Linked DNA regions of Arachis hypogaea: region 2 is linked to region 1. Evidence: chromatin contacts called from public Hi-C data. All regions are on one chromosome and are shown on one strand. Each heading gives the region's core, a stretch centred on a gene start, on an enhancer-like site or on the middle of the called end of the contact. The rest is flanking DNA. Distances are from core to core; before and after follow the strand shown.

Region 1 (5,953 bases), core at 1,856-4,355:
GTGGCAAACCAAATCCTAGAAGGAATATATTTACTTTATAGATGTATAAATTAGCTTAAATTGAAAGGAATATATTTACTTCATAATCGAAGAATTTGTGTGAGAATGATAATTTTTATACAGAAAGAAATAAATAATTTAACTCATTATATAAATGTAATACGGCATTATTTGTTTGTCTAATTTACACAACCCCAAAATATCTCTGTTTGTTTTATGTATTTACTCCTTTTTTTTTTTTTTAAACAAAGTAGCTCAACACATCAAATGGAGCGTTTGAAGAATAACAACCAAGATTAGCAATTATGAAAACGAAAACTAGGTAACACAAGAACGATAAATTTATCCTTTGTCATCTCCGGCATTGCCATCAACAACAAAAAGGATCCACACCTAACCACTCCTTGTAGTTTGTACAGCACAAATGAGAAATCTCTTCAACCCGTTTTCCTTTATGCTGGAAAATTCGTGCATTTCTTTCAAGCCAGATATTCTAAATAATCACACAGAAACACACTATCCAATTCTTACGTACCTCCTTGTTATGGGATATCTCTGTCCAACTTAGAAAATGCTCCTTCAAAGTCTCTGGGCATGTCCATTGCCTACCAACAAATGATAGCCAAGTACACCAAACCTGCCAAGAAAAATCGCATCTAAGAAACAAATGGTAATCATTTTCCACTCCTTTGTTACATAACACGCAAGCAACATCTTCCTGGTTGATAACCCCAAACCGACTCAATTTCTCCTTAGTGTTGACCTTCCCAGTCAAAACAAACCAAACAAAAAGTTCAATTCTCGGTGGCACTAGCCCCTTCCAAATTGTCCTGATAAAGCTGTAACTTGTTATATCTTCCGGCCTGCAAAACCTGAGCAAACGAGTTAGTAGAATATACTCATTGTTTATCAAATTTCCACACAACTCGATCCTCTCTGCCATTAGCAAGTTTGACCAATCGAAGTGTATCATGTAGCTGGTTCACTAAATCCAACTCCCACTAAAATAGATCCATGCACATGCAATTCACTTTCAAATTAGTGTAAAAAAAATATTAAATGATCAGTATTTTCTATATAAAAGTTTTATAAATTAATCAAGTAGGGAATATTTTTTGATATAGTAACAAAAAATTTAAATATATTTGTTTCAACTAACAAAAATGAAAAGGATAAAATTGTCCGATCCGAATATTGATCTAAAAATGTTGCGGTTCATAAACTTTTTCCATAAACTAAATCTAAAGTTCATTATGTAAAAAAAAAGAGATGATTTGATTTTCATTTTAAAACAAATATTTCAAGTTAATTATATAAGGAATTTTGTGAAATGAAGATAATGCGAAGAGAGATGAGTAACCGCTAACCTTATCCAGCAGCTAGATGCATATTTGATATTGAGATTACAGAGAATAACTAATAATAATTAATTAATAAACAACGCATGTGACAACATCTGCGGCTGCTTCGAAAGTATCGATTTCTATATTAAAGTAATTCACTGTTATGCTTATGGGATCATGTGAACCATAACGCATGAAGATTTTGTCATTTTAATTTGACAAGACTTTCTACGAAGCCAACTATATCATATAATTAATTAATTAATTAATTATATTAGGCTAAAGTTCTGTCTGGGGACATAATAATAATTAAATAACTCATCTAAAGATCGATTTAGTGGCCACGTGCTTGATGATTCCTAAGTGAAAATGTCTGATAAAGTGGTTCGGATTATTATTGTGAGAGCCATCTATTGCGCATTCCCTCATGTTTGGGGATTATATGTGACTCTTCAAATGTCAATCTGCAATCAATAATTTTGATTCATACAATTAAGTTTAGATAAAATCTTGCTTAGAGTTATTCTGTCAAAGGCCACTTTAAAAAATTATGCTAGATTTTCTTATGAAGGAACTCTTTGATGACAAGCTTATCCACATATGTATGAGGTGTAAATTTTGAACAAAATATATATACAAGGTTAGGTCATGTGGCCAACTATGCATTACGATTTATATTAATTATTATGGATATAAGTATAACCAAACTGGATTGTTACTGTTCAGATTCTGGAATAATAGAGAAATGTTATATTTTATAAGATGGGATATATGTTGAAAATAATTGTATTTCAACCTTTTATTTGGAAAGATTGTTTATTTATCATTTTCTTCTTTTAATAGAAATGTATTTAATACCATTTAATCCTTCCAGCAATAGACCGGGGTTTGACTCCTGGTAAACGTAACCCAAGTGATATTTTTTTGTTGTTCAAAGTATTTTTTGGATTGGCAAGTCCATGACTAATTTATTGCAAATTTGAGTTTTATTTAAGAGTTTGTCATCGGCCAATGAATTACTGTATACACAAGACGAAATTTAAATTTCTGACATTTATTTAAACCGATAAGTGAACTAATCACTTGACTAATCCAAATTGATTATGCAAGTGATATTTAGTGGTTAGAAATATGAAAAAAAATACGAAGGTAAATTCTTTTAAATCTTTCAAAGATTGATATGTTTCATACTTTCATTACTTTTTTTTTTCTGTTCCCGCTATGTTTATATCCTTTGTAATAAACATAATTTTGATACTAGTATTTTGTTTAACAATCAAATATGTGTTCTTTTTATTTTATTAATTTAAATATATAATTAATTAGTAACAATCATATTTTTATAGATATTAAGAATGTTTGGTATATGAATAGTGCTTTTTTTTATCTAATACTTAAAAAGATATTAAAGGGAAAATAATGAATGTGGTCATTTCACAAAAAAATGGCGAAAAACCTTTCTTTTCGTTTATAGACAATTTTTTTTCTAAATTATAATTTTTTTAAATGTTAAACTAGTCATTTATCCGATCCTTCAACTTAATTATACGAACCACATTTTATTATGAGGACACATTCGGTCAAAAACATCATAATCAAAAGAAGAAGAAAACGATCACTTTTTCTTTCTTTCTTCAGTTTTGGTCAGAAAAAGGTCGCTGGTGCTTTTTTTGCTTTTGGTCAGTAGGTCGCTGGTGATTATAAAAGGTATCAAAAACCAAAGCAACTATAAAATAAAAAAAAAACGTACAGTTTGCAGTGTGGGCTGTGATATTCATCATGGAGGGTGGCCCATTTAGCCTTTCAGCCCTCGCAGTTGGCCCAACTAAAGGTTTTGTATGGTTTATTTTCAGTGTCTCAACATGACCAAAAAACAATTTTCAGTGTCTCAACGAGAACACAAAAGCAACCAAATTACTAAATTATGGCATACTTTAAATCCACTGACACCAAGTAAGGAAGGAAGAGATTGGAAGGCAGTGTTTACGTTTTTGGACCAGCCTCCAAGTAGGCTTAAGTTTATTTTAGATGAAGATAGTCGTGGAGTTTGCTTACCTCAAACAGTAAATGTTAGATAACTTGGACCTTTGGCCTCCAGCTTACCAAAAAAAAAAAATTTAACTCCGTCAGTTATTTAAGTCCTTTGTTCTATCAACTCTAACCGAAGATAAAATGATCCCTGACTCCCTTTGTTTGGAAACGACACCTTCTCTCTTAATTTCCATAATATCTCGTATAACCCTAACATTCATAATCTTCTTTTTCACCTTTACAGTCTTTTTCTCCATCTTCTCCTTCCTCCTCTTCAGCTCCAAAATGAAGCCATGGTGTAACTGCCACGCGTGTTGCACCTATCTCAATATGTCATGAACCACACACTTTTCAAATTTCTGTGACTGATACACCCACCTCCTCTGTATTTCGCCCACCAGAAGCATCCACCTCCACGTCCTCAATAGCAGCATCACCTCCAACTCCAACAACGTCCACCACATCCTCAAGATCAAGTTCTATAACTACCCTAAGGGCACGCCTTTCTCCACTCTCCGACAATAAATATAGATTGTTGGATATTAGGACATCATGAGAAGATTCTCCTTCAACATCATATAAAAAATCTCATTTGAAATAGACCTTAAGTGTTTCATTCCTTCTCTCCCGAAGTCCAAGCTGGCAGACAGTTTCGACCTCACATTCAAGCTATCAGTACAACGAGCAATGTCACCGTCATCGCTCATATGAAAACTGAAGTGATTACGGAATATTGATTCGGAGAAGAAGATGAAGGAAGCGATCAGAGTGGTGGACAATGCGGCCATGGAGATGATAGGACAGAGGAGGAGGGAGATGGCGACGATAACAACGACGGGTCTTAACAAATCGGACTTGCTGTCTAGATTCATGGGATCCATCGAAGACGACAAGTACTTGAGATATATAGTCAATAGTTTCTTGAGTATGAATTGGTTGAGAACAAATTGATGATTTTTCGTCTTGTGAATATTGAAGTTGCAGAGTGTGCACATATAGCTTGAAGTTGCAGTGTTAGACTGTTAAGGTTATGCGAGATACGATGAAAATTAGGGGAGAACAATGTTGTTTCTGAACAGAGGGGGTCAGGGGTCATTTTATCCCATGTTAGAGTTGCCAGTAACTATTTTATCCTTCGTTAAAATTGACGGAACAAAAGACCTAAATGATTGACAAAATTAATTGTTAACGACCAATTGAGTAATTAATTTTAGTTGGAACTAAAGTGTTTGATTAAAAAATTTTAAAGACTAAAATAAATAAATACTTAAAAAAAAAAACTATTTTTTAACCAATTATTTTTTTATTTATTAAAACATTTGGCACTGCTGCACTACAAGACTTGTACTACTGACATAAATATATGCCTTGTTAGAAGGTGCATTTGGGTTGATATACAAACTTAGGAAAAATATGAATTGTAGAATGAAAAAGAAAATTAAATAAATTACGAATACATATACAAACTTAGAATTGTTGGCTACTAATTTTTTTTTCTACGGTATCTCCTAATTTGATAGGTAAAGGGCTAATTTAACATGGTACTGAACTCTATTTAAGAGTTTGTCGTTGGTGAATAGATTGCTGCATGCATAAAAAAGAATTTAAACCCCTGACACTTACTTAAGCAGACTAGTGAGCTAACCACTAGACCAACCCAACTTGATTTGTTGGCTACTAATTTTTAACCCAATCAAAGTTTATCTTTTAGTGAGTAGAAGCCTGATCATAAAATCTACAGTCGAACCTCGACACGATATTTAAATAATCTAATATTGCATTAGAAAGTAATATTGAGATTAAGAGAGCAAGAATAAGAGATAAAAACAGAGAAATAGAGATTAAATTAAGTTTTTATATTGTGTTTGAGGTATTAAAGAGATTAAATTTTGTGTCTCAAAATTAAAATTTTAATTTGAGTCTCTAATCATCAAACACAATACTCAATCCCAATTTTCAGTTTCAGTATCAATTCCACAAAACAACCGCAATCTAAATAACTATCATTTTTAACCTTCGTGTTTTTTTTAGGATAAAATATATTTTTTGTCTTTGAAGTTTATTAAAAGATTTAATTTTGTTTAAGAAGTTTTTTATTTGCATTAAATATATTCCTAACAGTTAAATTTTCAAAAAAATTAAGACGAATTCAACAATAATACATAATAACTATGTTTGATTTGCTTGTATTGAATATTATTCTTATGAAATTATTACTGAATTAGTTATAATTTTTTTTTTCAAAATTAACCGTTAGAATAAATTTGACAGAACTAAAAAATTTCTAAGACAAAATTAAAATAAAAGAAAACTAAAAATTATCTAAAATTTTTGAAAAAATTTAAAAATAAAAAATATATATTTTTGTTTGTAGTAAAATATCAAGCAAACACGCCAAAAGCTTGATGACTAATTCCTCAAATATTATAGAAACATAAAGTAAACGACCCTTCAAAGTAAGTAAGTTTTATTTTTATCCTCCAAAAAAAATCGAACCCAGGAAAAATAATTAAAGGACATAGACCTTTGTTCATATGTACTAACTTGTGTTGTTGTTGTTTTTTTTTTTTTTAATTCAG
Region 2 (5,953 bases), core at 2,018-4,517, 35 kb before region 1:
TCTTGTTTGTTCACCGTAGCTTTTAGGCCTATGTTTTATGATCCTTACCTTTTTGACTTGATTTTACCATTTCTGTTCCTCCGTTGTGTTCATACTAAACAAGTAGCAAAACAGAAACATGTCTAGTGGATATACCGTAGAAGTTACCAGTCTATCGCCAAAAGCCACTGAGAAGGATGTGTACGACTTTTTCGCATTCTCTGGTGCAATTGAGTATGTCGAAATTGTCAGGTAATACTTGATCTTTATCACTTTATCAGGTTTGTAGCATGCTGTATCTTGTATGGACTATGGGTTGATTCTTGATGTTCCCTTCTTTCTATTGTCCATAGTTTTTAAAGTGAAACTTAATTTCTTTCTTTTTGTTGCTTTGCTTCGGGTATATTTCAACTTGATTGCTTTGCTTTTTCTCAATACATGAATCAAATTCAGACATGATTCTTGACACAGTACAATGGTGTTGTTTGATTGATGCACCCGATCCCACCTAGAGTAACAATACTTTGTTGTTATTGTTGTAAAATGCTACAGATCAGACTCCAAAAAATGTTCATTTTGGATACGATTTTCAAATTTCCACTGGTACTGTGTTTTAATTAGTCATGACAGAGATGATTACTATTTCCCCTGTTGCTAATTCTTGCAGATGAGTTGGACCTAGTGTGTTAAAAATATGCTATAAAACTTGCTTATAATATTGTTGAATACAGGTCTGGTGATTATGCTTGCACTGCATATGTGACATTCAAAGATGCTTATTCCCTAGAAACTGCTTGCTTGCTAAGTGTGAGTATTCATCAAACTCATGTTCAGGACCGATGTAATTCTTAAGCTGGTCACTGATAAGTTATATGATTGATGTGTTGTGTATACCTTTCTACATAATTTGATGTGTTAGGGAGCCACGATTTTAGACCAAAGTGTATGCATTACTCGCTGGGGGCAGTATGAAGATGAGTTCGATCATTGGAACCGGCCATCCTATAACCATGACGACGATTCATCAACTGTATGTAGATGTATTTCTTTCATTTGTTTTCAACCACCAATGGTTGTAGTTTTCTATTGAATGTTCATGGTCTAGCATGTCCTCTTTCAGACGCTACAAAGCCACCAATTTGTTTCCTCTGCCGGAGAAGTAGTTACAGTGACTCAAGAAGTCGTCAAGACCATGATAGCAAAAGGGTATGTCCTCAGCAAAGACGCATTAGCCAAGGCTAAGGAATTCGACGAGTCCCACGGGGTTTCAGCCACGGCAACAGCAAAGGTAGCCGAGCTGAGCCAGAGAATTGGCCTCACTGACAAGTTATCAGCTAGCTATGAGGCCGTTAGATCCGCCGATCAAAGGTATCATGTATCAGAAACAGCCAAGTCAGCTGCATTTGCCACGGGACGATCTGTGGCTGCAGCTGCGAACACTGTAGTTAATAGTAGCTATTTCTCTAAAGGTGCCTTCTGGGTTTCCGGTGCTTTAACCCGGGCAGCGCAGGTTGCTTCCGATTTAGGTAACCGTGGAGCTAAAAATTGAGCCATTGCCGTAAGTTGATAGCCATAACCATAAGTCCATAACCATAATTCAACTCTCTTTTCTTGTTTATCTTTTTTCCCTGTTCTGAATATAGCTTGTTATTATAGTATTGTTATTAGTATAGCTATGCATGCTTCATATTTTGTATATACATATGAACAGCTGAACTTACTGCTTTATGTGTATTAGTATTATGATCTATTACAAGACTACAATTTCATGTGTAATTTAACTGTCTTGATGTGATTAGTAAGGTAAATTTAGCTGCATAATCATTTTTTTCTCCTTAACAAACTATGCACCAAGGGGTGATGCAATAGAATTGAGCCGAGTCAAACAGCGTATGCACCCACATCAGTGCTCCTTACGTGGCCTTGTTTTATTTATTCATATATTTTTTTGTTGTTTCTAATAGTCAAGCTTCCCCTTTGATTGTTATTTACTTTAAATATTATAAAAGCAGAAATTGGGACACCTTGAATGCAAGTTAGAGTGACACTTAAATTCAACTATTCAACCCTACGATCTGGAATGTTCAGATCTGTAGATCCAATGGTCCTAATTAAATCAAACATCAGATTCATATTCCAAATTTCAATGACCTCATACCCTTTGGGTAGAAAAGTTCCAGTGTAAGGGAGACCACAGATGTTGAATTTGGTTCCACGGCACTAAAATTATGTAACCCAAGTCGGTAATATAGAATAAAAAACAAAAAATGGTTGTTGATAAAAAATTGTTTAGTTTTTAAAACCGAGTGGCGAGTATTCATTGAGTAAGGATTTTTGCTATGACATTGATTAAAGACTTTAAAATAAGGAATTTAAAGAATTAATAAAAAGAGGAAAAAAAAATTAAAACCTTTTCCTGCCAAACCCAATACTTTCCCATTTCCCACTTTTAGTTTTGATTCCATTGTACCAAAAGAAAGTTAGACTGAATTGATTACCCAGCATTAGCACTCTCTTACCAAATAAGAGCAAATTATTTGACTAATTTCATAAAATTACACATGTGATTAAGATACTGTTTCATTAACTCCCCCCCCCCCCCCCCCTCTTCTTTGGGTATACCCACTATTATCATTCAATTAACCTGCTTTTGTTCAACAAAAACTATTAGTGGATATAAAAAATTAGCTTTAATATATATATATATATATATATATATATATATATTAAAATAATCAAATATATTTTTAAGTATATATATATAATCAAATATATTTTTAAGTTAGCTAAAATTGCTGCTAATTCTTTTTTTACTGCAACTTGATGAGCACTTCCTTAAGCTATAAGTTATTCAATCACGCACCGACAGTTCTTGATTCTGAATCTCATGCCTCGGAATTTATTTCTCTCTTTTACAAAAAGTGCATATTTATTGAACTTTTATTTTTATTATGGATGATGCTACATATACAAATATTTTTATAATTAAATTTAATCAAATTAGTATAAATTTAGCAGAAAAAACACACGCATATGTCAACATTTTTCTTTTTTCGTGTATTTTGCCGCATATAAATTTTTGCCAAAAACATAATAATTTATTAATATAACAAAATTTTTAAAGTATAATATAAAAAGTTTTGTATATAATACAAATTTATTGATATAATATAAAATTTTTGTATATAATATATAAATATTTACATATAACCCACAAATCTAGCACAAATTTGGCGCTTAGCTTTGCTGTTTTATTATATTCTCTCTTATATAAAAGTGAAAATTCTAAGTAGAAAATTCTACGGGTCATTGTTTCCCTTAGGAAGCAGTGAATACCAAAGCATTAGCAATTGTGCCACGTGGCAGTGAATCAGACGCCGATGTAGAATTCTTCACACTGATGCAACGTAGCAGATCTCGCTTGCACCGAGAGTATGGTAGCCTCCAACCTTGCACCTATTCTTCAACGCCTTTCCTCCTTCGCCCGCCTAATTCCCAAATTTGACTCTCTCATTCTATCTTTCAGATAAAAAAATCCAATTTCAACGATAAACCCTGGAATAGAATTCTATCCTTTTTCTCGTTTTTCTTTCGCAATTGGATCGAAGTGAATGTACACGAGCATTGTGACAAACAGATCGTGCGCATTGCGATTGGTAGCTACTGAATCGCGTTGCCGGTCATGGCGGGGAAGTCTGACGCGGTGTCGATCCGCGTTCCGTACAGGAATTTGAGGGAGGATTCCGCCGCGCATGAGGTGGAGCTGGTCGGCGTCGAGGACGTCAACCATCGCCGCCGGATCGCGCAAAACTCTCACTCTCATGATGGATCTCCGATCCCTCCTACTCCGCCCAAGAACGCCAGCTTGGTCAATCTGGTACTCAGTTGCACCGTCGCCGCCGGCGTTCAATTCGGTTGGGCCTTGCAGCTCTCTCTCCTCACTCCTTACATACAGGTTGAATTGACCTTTTTTTTTTAAATATGTTCTGATATTGTGCTTGATTTCTATCCAAAAGAAAAAAGAGGGGGGGGGGGTGGAATGTGCTTGATCGGATCCTTGTGAGTTAGATTCTGAGTTCTTTTTTTCCCTTCAATTGTTTAGAGAATGGGGGCATGTTGCTAAACCTCGGGAGGTTTTGCTTTTTGGAGTGAATGCTGACTTTGAAAAGAGTACGGGAATTGAAATTATGGGTTTTGTTTGCTGTTGCTAGAATCTAGTTGCTACGGTAGGTGATTGAGGGTTACTGGTTTTTGTTGAGAGCGGATAATGGCTGCGAGATTGTGATTTTAAACAGTAGATGAAGCTAGTTGATTTGTACGGGTCAATAAATAGATTTCTATATAGGCTTAATAGTCAGTACGGGAAAGCTTCGTTGCACTATCTTTTATTATTGTACCTGCATTCTGTAATTTGCATAGTAGGCTAAAGTATAATGCTGTTAGCTCTACCGTGTACCTATGTTATGTGCTAGTCTGATTTAAGTTCTGGGGATTTATTAAATACGCACCCGTTATTGTGATACTCTTTTCCTTTTGGGGGGGCCTTGTCTGCGGAAACTTTGTTCGACAGTTTAGCATTCACCAATCGCCACTGAAGTGGTATTTCAAAGTTGTCACACGCAGATTCTTTTGAGCTGTAAGCGGATCAATTGCAATTGGCCTCAGAGGAGTATTTCTATTATTTAGTTATTTTAGTTGCATAAGAGGTGTATCTGCTTGCATGGTTTTCTGCTTGACTTGTTTTGGATGATTATCTTTTTTTTTAATATATGCTTTTGGTATTAACTAATTTGCTGTCAATGTTTAATGTGTGTCTTTATAGCATTATATTCAGCTTTCCAATTAACTGTATACTCATTTTTGGTGCAGACGTTGGGTATAGGACATGCATTTTCTTCATTTATCTGGCTCTGTGGCCCCATTACTGGCCTTGTGGTAGGTGATATAGTCTTGCTTTATTTTTAATTTTTATATTAATTGTCTTTAAAATTCTTCTCATGCCTGTTTTTTTCTTTTGCTCCATTAAATTATATTCAAGCGTCTATGCCTTTTCACTGAATGTTTATTAACTTTATAACATATATCCATCTATGGAATATGGGTGTTGGTCTGGACAAATCTATGATTTGTTACTGGATTGATTTAATCATGCAAATAACAAATTTGTGTCACCTTTTATCACAGGTTCAACCCTGTGTTGGTATATGGAGTGATAAATGTACTTCGAAGTATGGTAGAAGGCGTCCATTCATTCTGGCAGGATCCCTTATGATTTCCTTGGCTGTAAGCATCAGTGGTCCTTATTGTTTACATCTGGGTTACTTTGACACTTAATTTCACATTAGCTAAATTATGTCTTGTAATGTAGGTGATATTAATTGGGTTTTCTGCAGACATTGGATATTTATTTGGGGATACAAGTGAGCATTGCAGGTTTCCCTTGCCATCTGTTCATTCTTGTTTACTCTTTAGTTTTACCACACTTCTGCTTTTAAAATTTCACGTCTATGAACCTACTTAAATACTAATGAATTTTATATTTTTGAAATTCTAGCACATTTAAAGGCACCCGAACAAGAGCTGCTCTTGTATTTATTCTTGGGTTCTGGATGCTGGATCTTGCCAACAACACTGTGCAGGTAAGGTCAAAGAATTAGAATGTGCTTCTTTCCGTTATCTTTATATTGATGAAAGAAAGTAAGTTTTCTTTTATGCTTTCAAATTTTAATTTGTAGGGGCCAGCTCGGGCACTTTTGGCTGATCTTTCAGGTAGAACTTGCTTATTTTACATGCTTTCTTTGTTCACGTTCTCAACAATCACAATGTGGATTCTTGATTTTCATCTTGTATTAAATACTTTCTTGATATCGACAAAACATCATGATACAATAATTTTCCTATTATTAGGTCCTGATCAACGCAATGTAGCAAATGCTATATTTTGTTCATGGATGGCAGTTGGCAATATCCTGGG

The links. A called contact is a pair of places that touch in the nucleus more often than the background predicts.
Region 2: a contact with region 1 is called in a Hi-C map of an unstated tissue, with 2.6 times the contacts expected there. The contact joins the promoter of LOC112734058 here to the enhancer-like site in region 1. A contact is called at or near these places in 2 of 8 Hi-C or Micro-C datasets (leaf and an unstated tissue).

The regions. Positions count from the first base shown.
Region 1 is chr3:134,717,358-134,723,310 of arahy.Tifrunner.gnm2.J5K5, reverse strand. No RefSeq gene overlaps it. Among protein-coding and RNA genes, the nearest start is that of LOC112734056, 8.1 kb to the left of the region's middle. Within about 2 kb of position 3,105, at least 3 of the 3 cell types and tissues checked have open chromatin away from gene starts, as enhancers often do.
Region 2 is chr3:134,752,046-134,757,998 of arahy.Tifrunner.gnm2.J5K5, reverse strand. It overlaps LOC112734058 (sucrose transport protein SUC3), which reads left to right and starts at 3,267. Exons shown (of 14, transcript XM_025783242.2): 1 at 3,267-3,934; 2 at 4,849-4,914; 3 at 5,164-5,262; 4 at 5,348-5,412; 5 at 5,534-5,618; 6 at 5,715-5,748; 7 at 5,887-5,953. The coding sequence starts at 3,662. LOC112734059 (binding partner of ACD11 1) reads left to right here. Exons shown (of 5, transcript XM_025783245.3): 2 at 107-231; 3 at 711-786; 4 at 899-1,009; 5 at 1,100-1,755. The coding sequence starts at 119. The coding sequence ends at 1,528.